2 separate regions of the Mus musculus genome follow, and region 2 is linked to region 1. Evidence: chromatin contacts called from public promoter capture Hi-C data. All regions are on one chromosome and are shown on one strand. The core of a region is the stretch at or near the end of the contact, and the rest is flanking DNA. Distances in the headings are between cores, read along the strand shown.

Region 1 (5,689 bases), core at 1,248-3,747:
TTTTCACCTACTATAATAATCAGAGTTCCCCCAGACAGTTTCTAGCTCTTGGATTTGGGTATATTTCTACCATCTTAGTCAAGACCACTATTATTCCCATGAATACCCCAAGCTTCCTAACTGCTCTCTCCCTCCACTACAACCTGGACATCATGATAGGAAACCTTTTAAAGTCCGAATATTCATGTGCGTGCACGTGTGTGTGTGTGTGTGTGTGTGTGTGTGTGTGTGTGAGTAACATGTCATCTAACACCTGTAGAGGCCAGAGGACAACTCTGAAGTTGATATCCTCATTACACTTTTCGTGTGTTCTGTAGATCTAACTCAAGCAAGCCTGAGCCTCAGCCCAGAAGTCCAAATCTAAATTGGATGCAGTCATGCATGTCTACACCTCCACTCAGGGGACACAGGTGGAGGATTATGACTTTCGGGTCAGCCTGAGATACACAGCAAAATCCTGTATACCAAAAAAATACAACCAAAAGGAAAGAAAGAAATGGGGCCTGGAAAGACAGCTCAGCAGCTGTGAGCACCGGCTGTTCTTCCATGACTCCAACTTGGTTCCCAGCACCCATGTCAGACAGCTCTCAACTGCCTGCAACTTCAGCTCCAAGAGATCTGATGCCCTCTTCTGGCCTCCAGGGACATCTCTGTGTGAACACACACACACACACACACACACACACACACACACACACACTTTTAAAAACGAAAGGGAAAATCCTTATCTAATTTCACCTCCCTGGCAGGACTCCCCTAAGTCCCACAGCTAGAAGGTCTATAGGAACCAGGGTCCACATCCAGGATCCCTGTGGCTGCTCAGGTTCCGTCTTTCTCAGCTTCACACTGGTGTCTGTGGCCTTCGGATCATGACCCCTCTACGTGGCTTCGTCCCCTCTCACCATTGCCCTGAGCAAGGCCTTATCATCTTCCAGATCTTGGCTAGAAGCTGCCAGACTGGAGGGGGGACAAACCCAGCCCTCTTGTTCTGTGCTAGCAACCTTTGCCAGACCCTTGACGTCCTCTCTACACAGAATACGACTGGAATGAAGTGAAACTCTGCTGTTTAATGCTGTTCTTGTCCAGGAAAAAAAAAAAAAAAGACTTCAAATAAATCTGGGTCCATTCCTGTCTTTAGTTCATCAACACGTGGCTGCTAAGTTATACACTGGAGTTATGCTCCACACACCTTTGTCAACAGAGGAAAGTGTGGTGCTATGTGATCATTCACAAAAGCCAAGCAGATCACTCACAAAAGACCTGAGGTATTGGCTAACTTACCTTATGCGTTCCATTGAGGCAAGAATAAAAAGCCCATTGCTTTAGCGTGGGCAAAAATAAAGTGAAAACTAAACTTTCCAAGTCATACTCTGGGCATCCTCAGGTGTTCTGGAAAACAGGAGCCCAACTTCAGTTACCATGTAAGTAGATAGGCAACTAAATCAAGACTGCTGCCACCTTTGGCACTATCCGCCTCCCTTCTTGGCAGACTCCGCGAGGCCAAGAGTTTTACTGGCCAGGGAAGAACGATTTATCCTCCCACATTTAGAAGCGATCCCTCTGCAACAGAAACGCTGTCCTGCTAAGGAGCTCTGAATTCTAACCTTGTCAAACCAATACTCTTCCTAGATACTCGACTCTCACACACACACAAGAAAGAAAAAGAAAAGGAAAAATATCTGATTCCTATGTGTCACTGACAAAAACAAACCCCATTATCCAATTCTTTTTGGAGGAAAAAAAAAAAACCTCGAAGTTGCTGTCTTGCCTCCAAAAACCCATCTCTTTTTACAAAACATGACTACTTGGAAAATTACAAGGAACTGACAAGCAGATGTTAAGAGGCTAAAGGCTAAAGCACGGGCAGATGTTAAGAGGCTAAAGGCTAAGCTGTCGATGGAGGCTGCCCAGCGTTAGGACAGATCCAGCAGGCCCGGGCGGACAGTAGCTCCCAGCCACCGGGGCCTATGATCCCAGGTCCCGGAGAGGCACGTAGGTTTGTCAAGCGCCAAGCCCCAGCACCGGGGTTCGTCACACAGACCCTGCCCAGGCAACAAGCGCCCAGCCCCGCTCCGCCCTCCCAGGAACGCAGCGGCTCCGGCCGCAGCCCTTCCCGGGACTGCACGCAGGAGAGCCTGGGAGGGTCAGAGACCCGCGCGTCCCGGGCACAGCTCCGGCGAGGACGCCGAGGGCTGAGGTCCCCACGCCTGCCTCTTTGTTCCGTCCCCCGCGGCGCAGGCCCCGGCTCGGCCGCCCCTGCCCTCACCTTGTAGACGTCGCCGTAGGTGCCGCTGCCGATGCGCTGGATCAGCTCGAAGTCCTCCTGCGGGTTCCGGCGGGACAGATCGAAGCCCGGGTTCATGGCGGGCCCCGGGTGCCCCCCACCTCCCTCCCGGCCCGGGGAGGGGGGGCGCTCACGGGGGCCGCACGGAGGGAGCGCCCGCGGCCGGCCCGGCTCCGCCGCCGGTCACAATCGCCCGGCTGCACGCCGCGGCCGCCGCCGACCACGACGAGCCGCCCGGCGTCCCCGCCCCCCGCCGCCGCGCCGAGCCGGGTCACACCCACCAGGAGAGGAGCGCGCCCGCAGCCCCTCGCTCGGGGTGCAGTTCCAACATGGCTTCCGCCCGCCGCTCCGCTCCGCCCGCCCGCACGCCCTCCCTCCGGTTCCCGGCCCCGCTCGCCACTGCGCAGCCGCCATCCCGGAGGCCGCGCGCTCCCGGCGGGCCCTGCGCGCCCCCGGCTCGCGCGCCCGGTCGGGACACGCCGGACGCGCCAGACTCCGGGTAACAAAGTTGGACTCGCTGCTTGTGGTCCCAGCCCCAGCCCCAGCAGGTAGTAGTTGCCACGCACAAGACGGTATTCCCCAACTTTCTAAGAGCAAGTACATCCGAGAGCCCCGACCCTTTCTTCTAGGTTTAGGGGAGGAGGTCCCCATCAGAAAGGTGAGAAAGACCCTCGGGGGACAGTGACACTTGGGCTCTTGGGGTTGGCTTGACAGGGGTGCAGAGAGAACAAGGGGCGGGGAGAAATCCGTGGAGGGAGTGGGCGGGAAGCAGTGCAGAACCAAAGCCGTGATTGACCTCTGTCCAGGGAGAAGGCTGGATTTTTCAAAGCCCGGGGCGGGGACTACGCAAGCTGTCTGACAACCCTGAGACGAGGGTGGTTGCAGAGGGTGTGGCCTGGACAGGGATCTATTCCCACACCTGAAATGTAAACACGTGACCATCCGGAAGCTACGTAGCCGCGACATTACCTGCCCAGAGCTCCACCCAGCATAAGATCCAGATAACCAGCATTACGTCCAGACTGCTAAAAGTTAGCTAAGAAAGGACTTAGGCAGTGGAAGGGTCAATGTTGAGTTCTTAGTAAACTTAACTACTACCCATTTCCAAAAGCTGTAGCGAGGTCCACTCTGGCGCTCTGTTGGATATTTTGCTTTAAAAATGCTTTTCTAATCTCTTTAGGGACCTAAAGACTAATGTGCCTTAATGTCCAATTCCTTCTCAGAAACTTGGTCTCATCAAACCTTAAAACCTTTCTATCATGTTACTTACAGTAAACTTACCTATTGACTAAATTCCCAAATTGTGTGCTCCAAACCATACGTGGAGTCATCCAAGCACTTTAGTTATCCCAAAGCATCAGATTGTGACAGGGTTGCAATTCTGCCCCAGGAGTGCACGTCACAGGATTAATTGAGGATAAACCTTAAGGCTGTGCTATCCTGAGCTCCTCGGGACGAGGCATGGTTTTCCCCGCTTCCTCCCGGTGGAAGGCACTTGCAGGGGCTGAGGAGCAGGCCTGCCTTCTGCCTGTGCTGTGGGCGGAGAACTGTTTGTCTTCTTTAGGCTAAACAGGCAGATAATTCTGGATTCAGATAAGGAAATGGAAGTCTCTCAAAGCAGGACCTGCTCTGCTTGCTTTCTCTGCCCTTTTGTGCTTTAAAAAAAAAAAAAAAAAAAAAAAGCCAAGTTTCCAGGACTGAAAGCCATTCGGCTTGCACCAGAAAGTTCTAATGGTTTCACTGTTTTGTTTGCTGGGATTATCATCTCTGCAGATAACCGAGTGTTTGCATCACTAATAGGCTTCTTTCAAAGGGAAAAGACATTTCAGTGGGGTTGGAACAGGCTTTCAAGTTTTGTTTGTTCCATTTTGGCAAGGCTTAACTACTTCTTCTCCTTTTTTTTTTTCCCCAGAGAGACAGATTTTCTTGTAAGGGCTCGATTTGCCACATGGGTTAGGCCATAAATAAAAAGGTCTTTTGTAATTAACTGCTCACAAGGAATGAAAATAATTTGTTCCTTTGGGGATCTACCCATACTGGTAAATACAGTGCTCTCTTACCCTTCCCCCAATCTACCTGGCCTCTACTTCCCTACAAGTTAATACTCATGATCAGACACTTGCTTTGAATAAGAGAAAGGACTTCCCGCTTCTGTGATTAGAAACATTCTTAGAAACCGTCTGGGTTTCACTCTTAGATTGACTGTTGCTTGTGTAGAGGCGGTCACCTTATCAGTAGATTAATATGGTGAGTGGAAGTTCACAACATGAAAGAAACAGTATCTTCCAGTACTGAGTGCTTACGAGGAGCCAAGAACTTTCCACATATTATCTCATTTAATTCACAGAGCAGCCTGATAGCTGAGAGCGTATTATCTCCTTTTTATAACATCCCAGGCTAATTAAGCTACTCAAGGTCACATAAGAAAGCTCAGCTTTTACAGAGGCTGCTTAATAGCAAAGGCTAGGTCCAGTCTGCTCTACCAGTCTGTTCTGTTTCTATAACATATTCCACCATATTCTCTTTCTTCTTACAATAAACCATACATAATCTGTGTGATGCTTTTTTTTTAATTAAATTGATCTGAAATGACTTAAGCAATAGATATGCGATGCTGGTGGTAAAAGAACACAGAAAAGAAAAGCCAAAGCACCTGCCACCCAGCAGTGTGTGACGTCACAAACAACCCAGTCAATACATGGCTTAAGAAATGAACAGACCGAGCTGGAAAGATGGCTCAGTGGTTAAGAGCACCGACTGCTCTTCTAAAGGTCCTGAGTTCAAATCCCAGCATCCACATGGTGGCTCACAACCATCCGTAATGAGATCTGACGCCCTCTTCTGGTGTGTCTGAAGACAACTATAGGGTACTTAGATATAATAATAAATAAATCTTAAAAAAAAAAGAAAGAAATGAACAGACCAAAGAAATACAGATAGCCAATAAACATGGAAGAGAAAATGGCCGCCTTCACCAAAGTGCAAGTCCAAACTACTCGGAGATTCCATCTTACCCCAGTCAGATGTCAGTCAGCAAGAAAAGAAACAGCACGTACTGGCCCTTGTGTGCTGTGGGAATGTAAGCGTAGTCCAACCTCTCAAAATTGGTACGGAGGTTTCTCAAGAATCTAGACGTAGATCTACCATGTGACCCAAAGATTCCAAATTAGCATAATCACAGAGATGGCTCCACACTTTATTTTTATTGATTATTGCAGCGCGATTCACAATAGCTAAGTTATGGCACCTGTCCATCAAGAGAGAAATGGGTAAGGAAAATGTAGCCTATATACACAATTGAATTGGTTTCAGCCATAATGAAGACTGAAGTTAATGTCATTTGTGGGGAAAATAGATAAACTGGAGACAGAAAGCCAGTCTCAGGCAGACAGTATATGTTCTCTT
Region 2 (6,004 bases), core at 379-2,878, 2.9 Mb after region 1:
TTGGGGAAGTTTCGCTTTTTCTTCTCTCCCAAGGTAATAGCTGTTTTTGTTTTCTTCTCCACACTGAAGACCCTCTGAATGAAACTCCAAATCCTTAATGCCACACAGAGGAGAGGAATTTGCTAGGTCCACACTTGCTCGGAAAGGAGAGAGGAAAAAGGGCACAGGCACCCATTATTCAGAGTCTATCACTAAATTAGCCTCCTTTATAATACGGATTCCATCCCAGCACACATTACGCCGGGAGCAGGGTGTGCAGAATGTGTGGGCACTGAAGCAGACCACATTTCACCGAAATGAGACTTCATCTTTTCAAACACCACCAGTACTGGCACATATTTCAAAGAGCTCTTAGCTCAAACTGAATCATCGTGCAAATTATTGCGTGTTAGCAATAAAAGTTTGGAAAATCTAATTAGCAGGTTGCTATTTGGTCAGAACTAAAACACAAAGCCTGGAGGTTTTACTCTAAAAGGTGAGACCCAAGCACAACCACAGGCTGCGCCTGTGAAAAGGGGGCGGGGTTGGGGACCCATAGATTCCTCACACCCCTCGGCTGGAGCGCCAGGGACCTCCTGGGGCAGGAAAAAAGCCTAGCTGAGCTGCCAGGCAGACAGGACGGAGACCGGACGGACGGACGGCACGGATAGACGGGACTGGACGGACTGGACGGGCAAAAAAAGCAGTGCGTCCTACCCGGAGGGTTCCCTCCCAGGGCTGGCGGAGTACCTGCTCCGGTCATCCAGACTGCGGTTGTCAGCAACCGCCGCACGCCAGTCGGGCAGCGTGCTGGCGCACAGCACCACCATGGACACGATCACGAACACCACGGACACGCTGGCCAGGATCTGCGCGGCCAGCGACGACGTGGGCTCCTCGAAGGTCCGCCGCATGCGCTCCAGCCAGCGCCGGGAGGGGGCCGCCTCGGGTCCGGCGGGACGAGGCTGCTCGCGGCCCAGCTCGTCTGCCGCGTGAAAGGTGTGGGTGTCGGACATGCGGTCGTCTAGGCGGCGCTGGCAGCAGTACTCCAGGTGCGCACCCTCCAGGCCCCAGTAGATCATCTCGTTGTAGAAGGAGAGCTCGCACATCCGCGGCGCGAAGCGCAGCTTCCCGTGGCCGCGCACGTACAGCAGGATGAAGCCGAAGGCCTCCGAGTGTCGGTCGAAGAAGTACTCGTTGCGCTCCCGGTCGTAGTCGTCGCACACTTCGAGCACGTCGCGCTCCGAGCGGCAGCCGTGCAGCCGGCTCACGCGGCGCAGCGGGAAGTCCTTGAGCAGCTCCCGGGACAGCGAGTACCGGGCGCCGCCCACGTTCAGCACCACCGAGGCCGCCCCGCCGCGCCCGAAGGTCATGGCTGGCCGCCCCGGGGGCCTGCCCGCCGCGCGCACGGGGAGGCCGCGCCGTCGGGGCCCGAGCTCCCCCGGGGCTCGCGCCCCGCACCGCCCGCGTCCCCCGCGGTGTCAGTGCCGCCGCCCCTCGCTCCCGGGTTCGCCCTCCCGAATCCGGGTGGCTGGCCGCAGCTCCAGGTGGCGCCGGTCTCCCAGAGGGCGAACGTTAGCCGAGGCACCGTGGGCAGGTCTGCCCGGTCCCCGGCGCACGCAGCCCCGCCGCCGTCCAGAGGCGAAAGGCAAAGTGAGCCGGCTCCGGCGGCGAGGAGCGGGCTCCGGGAGGCGGGGGCGGGGCCTCCCTCGCCGTCCTCCTCCTCGCCCGCCGGCTCCGCGCGCTCCGCTCCCTCCGCGCGCACCTCCTTGCCCGCCCGCGCCCGCACCTCCCGGCTCGCTCCGGCTGGGATTCCCCGGCGCCCCGCCCCGGACCTCGGGCTCCCCGCCTCGTGACGCCGTGCGCCCCCGCCCGCAGTGGCCGGGAGGGGTGCGCAGGGCGTGATGCGAGCTGCGGGGAGCCCCGGGGCCATCCGGATGATGGACACACCTCCCCCAGGCTCCTTTAAAGAGTCCCCCGAAGGGAGGAGACAGGAGGGAAGGAGGGGTGCTGAGGTGAGGACCAAGGTGCGAGGTTTGAAGTAGGGAGCAGACGGCGTCTGGATGAGCCTTTGCCAGAGACTGTTGGAAACCCTGGTCGGCTTCTAAGGCCGCCCCAAAGGATTTCTCAAAGCAGGCAACCCAGTCGCGGCTTTGCCTGCAGACTTTGCGCTTCCTCTCCGCGCGTGGGGCACCCCACGTGCCGTGCGCTCCGAAGGCGGCCGCGCACCAAGCTCTCCCCACCCCCTGCTCCCTGAGGGATGCCATGGGCCAACGGACTCGCCCTAGTCCCCCATCTTTCCCAGCCTTGGGGTCCTAAGAAGGCGCCTACACCGCTCTCACGATGCCTCCGGTGGAGTCGGGTAGCAGTCTGGAGAGAATTTTCTTTCACTGGCAAGACCAGAATGTCTTATTGCCTCGATCTTGCATTCTCCTTTTCATGCTATCTCGATGTCCACTCCTTCCCTCCCCGTAGCACCCCCGTGCGACTGCGGCACCGGCCTTCAAATGCAGAGGCAGGGTTAAGGCTTGGTGGAGTGGGGTTCGACTTGGCAGGCATTATTTTAAACAGCAGTTTACACATCCGACACCGGCAACCCAGCCCGTCAAAGGCAAGAAACAGGTGAGTTATATATAAGGGAGACGGCGTTAGATGCAAAACAAACCCTGGAAATAAAAATGAATAGGGAGGGTGGAGGGGTGAGATGGGCTCCTGTGACCATGGAGTACCTGGGGAAGGGTTTTGCTTTCCCCCTCCACTTTCCTAATTTTGTAGGACTGCCCCGTGCCCGCTAGAGGTCACCATAAGGAGTCATTTGCTCTGCTTCTCGGATAGATGTTAGTGAAAACAGCCGCCTGCAAATTTGAGTTCTCTTTCTGACAAAGTCACCCTGGGTGGTTCTTAGAGAATGAAAATCTCCATAAGCTGTTTATCCCTAGACTTGGATCATTTTTTTTTAAGCACTTAATGTGATTAAAAGCTCAAAAACAAGAGTTATTTATCTGCTAAGTAGCTACTAAGCAAGGAAAACATCCTGAAGGAAGTGAATTCAATACGGAATGGAAGGAGGTGCTGGCAGAAGGAGCCAGGGACTCCGGGGGAGCAAATGCCAGATGTGAAAGATTAGCGACTGTAAAGAAAGCTAATGCATTTGTCTGGCTGGAACAACGGGAGTTCTAAGACCTGTGTCCATGCCGGGCTATCTGCAATGGGATCCCTGAAGCTTTAATAACAGAAGTGGCTAGATGAAAGCCTTAGTTTAGGAAGACGCTCTGCCCCGTGGGTTATTCTAAGGAAAAGGCTCTTTCAGCAAGCCAGGAATAGAAGCCCTAACCTCGTGTCAGTAAAAATGAAAGCCAGTTATGAGAAACCCAGCCCAGTATCTAGCAGGTCTTAGTAATGGATAGGACACAGTGACCAGAGGAATAAATAAATAAATAAATAAATAAATAAATAAAAGCAGGTGAGAACCAGCTACCAGCCTGGCTTCACACCAGCAAGAGCCAATTCACCAGCAAGTTGTTAAAAATATTCTAAAAGCAACAAGCAACAGAACAGCCATTGTGTTGGTGATTTGAACATTACTATATTTATTTCCTGTGTTCTCTATGCAAAAAAAAAAAAAAAAACCCTTTGCAGTCTGCTGTTGGAAGCATTTAGAGAAATATCTCTTTTTAAATTAAATTTGAACTTAGAAAACAGATTATTTGGTGACAATGCAGCGTAGGCTTCATAAGTTATATTTTCATATTTATCGGCTAGATAGGTTTAAATCATTTTCTTTGTTTCTAACGTAACACTCTTAGTTGATTGTGATATCATCAACCCAACAGCAACACCCGAATCATTTTCTTAAAGTATACAGAGACATGCAGAAATGATAGCTTTGTCTCGGTATAACCTGGCTTAGAGAACATTCTTACAAACAATCCTATGCCACTGTGTTCTGAGAGGACGCCTACAGGGGAATTATTACACCCGGGTTCTCTTCTGGGTTCAGGACAGTATCTGGAGGTGTCTTATCTAAATCCTTAGTACGAATTAACATTTAAAAAGCATCAGGAAGGATTTGAGCTTGAGAGAAGGTAGGTTTGTTTGTTTGTTTGTTTGTTTGCTTTTTGTTTTTCATTCTCTATGTGTCAACCCATTTCAGAGAGGTGGAACAAAGGCTTGTGGCAGATGTGGCTGGAACTTGCTAGAGACACTCTAACCACAGCAGCACGGCAGAAAGAAGGCTCAAGCCAGTCCTGGCTCTAGCCACTCCCATCTCTAGCATCTAGATTATCATCGCAACCTTCTCCCCATCATTCTTTCATGCCCTTGTGATCCGGAACAATTCCCCAAAGCATTCTCTCCTTTTCACCAAGGCATCCTTCAAACTCTAAATGGAAACCTGGGGCCAACCTGGGCTACATAAAACTATTCTCCAAAATCCTGGCTGGGGAATATAGCTTAGTTGATAAAGTGTTGGCATGCACGAAAGCCCAAATCAAATAAACTGGGCTTAGTGGTCCATTCTTGTAATCCCAGCATACAGGAGTTCAGATTGTCCAAGATGGCTTCTGGGCTCATCCTTCAGGGAAAGCAGGCTGCAAAATGCCAAGTGATATCTAACAAATCCCTTAACCTCAAATCTCAATCTTTCGTGCATAAGATGGCGATGAGGATACTTCTCTTAAGAGGGTGCTGTGGGTGTTAAGTGAGACAGATGGCGTCGGGGCAATAGACAGCGCATCCCATCTCATGTATGTTTCCGTCAGTGCAAATATGCCTTGTCATTGTAAATACAATTCACAGAAATAGTGCACCACCAGCCCAGAACTGAGTAATGCGAAACATCAAACATTAATGGAAAAGTTCTGTTCTTTATACTGCTAGCTCTGGGTTCAGTGTGAATTCCTGCACCCCTGGTGATGAGCAGAAAGGCTGTGCCCTGCCCTAAATTACTCAGGATTGTGCAAAACAGAGGTTTTTCAGGCTACACCGTGCCCTGAGACTCCATTTTACAAGCAGCTGTTGACTCCCTTTTGAGTGCAGATGTAGAAGCAGGTGGATTTTGCATCTTGGTGGACAGAGAATCAGTGCCATCTGTCCAGGCTACTACTGCCAGGAGGCACCTACTGATGAATGGCTTATTCCTACATGCAGAACCATTCTGCCCTCCAAACTTATCAGTTTAACTGGAACTGCAGAAAACAGATGACCATAGATCGGGGACTACGAAGGTAGCCCATTGGTTAAAGCAGTTGTTATGTAGATGTGAGGAGCCAAGTTTGGATCCCTAGAGCACACATGAAACCAAACACATTTGTGCATAATCCCAGTGTGCCTATGGTGAGGTGAGAGGCGAAACAGGAAAATCTCTGGGAGCTCACCACAGGCCAGCCAGCCTGGCGGCGTACTGGCTGATTGTGTGTGTTGACTTGACACAAGCTAGGGTCATCAGAGAGAAAGGAGCCTCCGTTGAGGAAATGTCTCTATGAGGTCCAACTATAAGGCATTTTCTCAATTAGTGATCAGTGGGTGGTGCCATCCATCCCTGAGCTGGTGCTCCCACATTCTATAAGAAAGCAGGCTGAGCAAGCCATGGGAAGCAAGCCAGTAAGCCTCCATGGCCTCTGCATCAGCTCCTGCCTCCAGGTTCCAGCCCTGCTTGAGTTCCTGTCCTGACTTCTCCAGTGATGGACTATGATCTAGAACTGTAAGCTGAATAAACCCTTTCTTCCCCAGCTTGCTTTTTAGTCACGGTGTTTCATCTCAGCAATAGTAACCCTAACTAGAACACCAGGGGTATATAGCAGCGAAGGTGAGAATGTCTCGAACAAGGTGGAGGTGAGAACCCAGACTGGAGATTCTCTGACCTTGATGAATTTACTATGGCAGGCATGCACCTGGACTCAGACACATGAATATATGTATTTATATATACATACACATCTTACATACACATGTATAGAAATAAAAGCATGAAAACAGGCCTGGCACCACAGGCTAAGGAAAGAATGCAGCACCCTCCCCTGGACCC

Evidence for each region. Promoter capture Hi-C pulls out the DNA fragments that hold promoters and counts their contacts.
Region 2: a promoter capture Hi-C map of hippocampal neurons shows a contact between it and region 1, with 5 times the contacts expected there. The contact joins the promoter of Kcng3 here to the promoter of Map4k3 in region 1. A contact is called at or near these places in 3 of 39 promoter capture datasets (hippocampal neurons, liver and pre-B cells) and 1 of 9 other capture datasets (embryonic stem cells).

The regions. Positions count from the first base shown.
Region 1 is chr17:80,725,528-80,731,216 of GRCm38.p6, forward strand. Map4k3 (mitogen-activated protein kinase kinase kinase kinase 3) reads right to left here and starts at 2,498. Exons shown (of 34, transcript NM_001290345.1): 1 at 2,267-2,498. The coding sequence starts at 2,362. It also overlaps the pseudogene Gm9959.
Region 2 is chr17:83,630,267-83,636,270 of GRCm38.p6, forward strand. It overlaps Kcng3 (potassium voltage-gated channel, subfamily G, member 3), which reads right to left and starts at 1,629. Exons shown (of 2, transcript NM_153512.1): 1 at 697-1,629. The coding sequence starts at 1,352.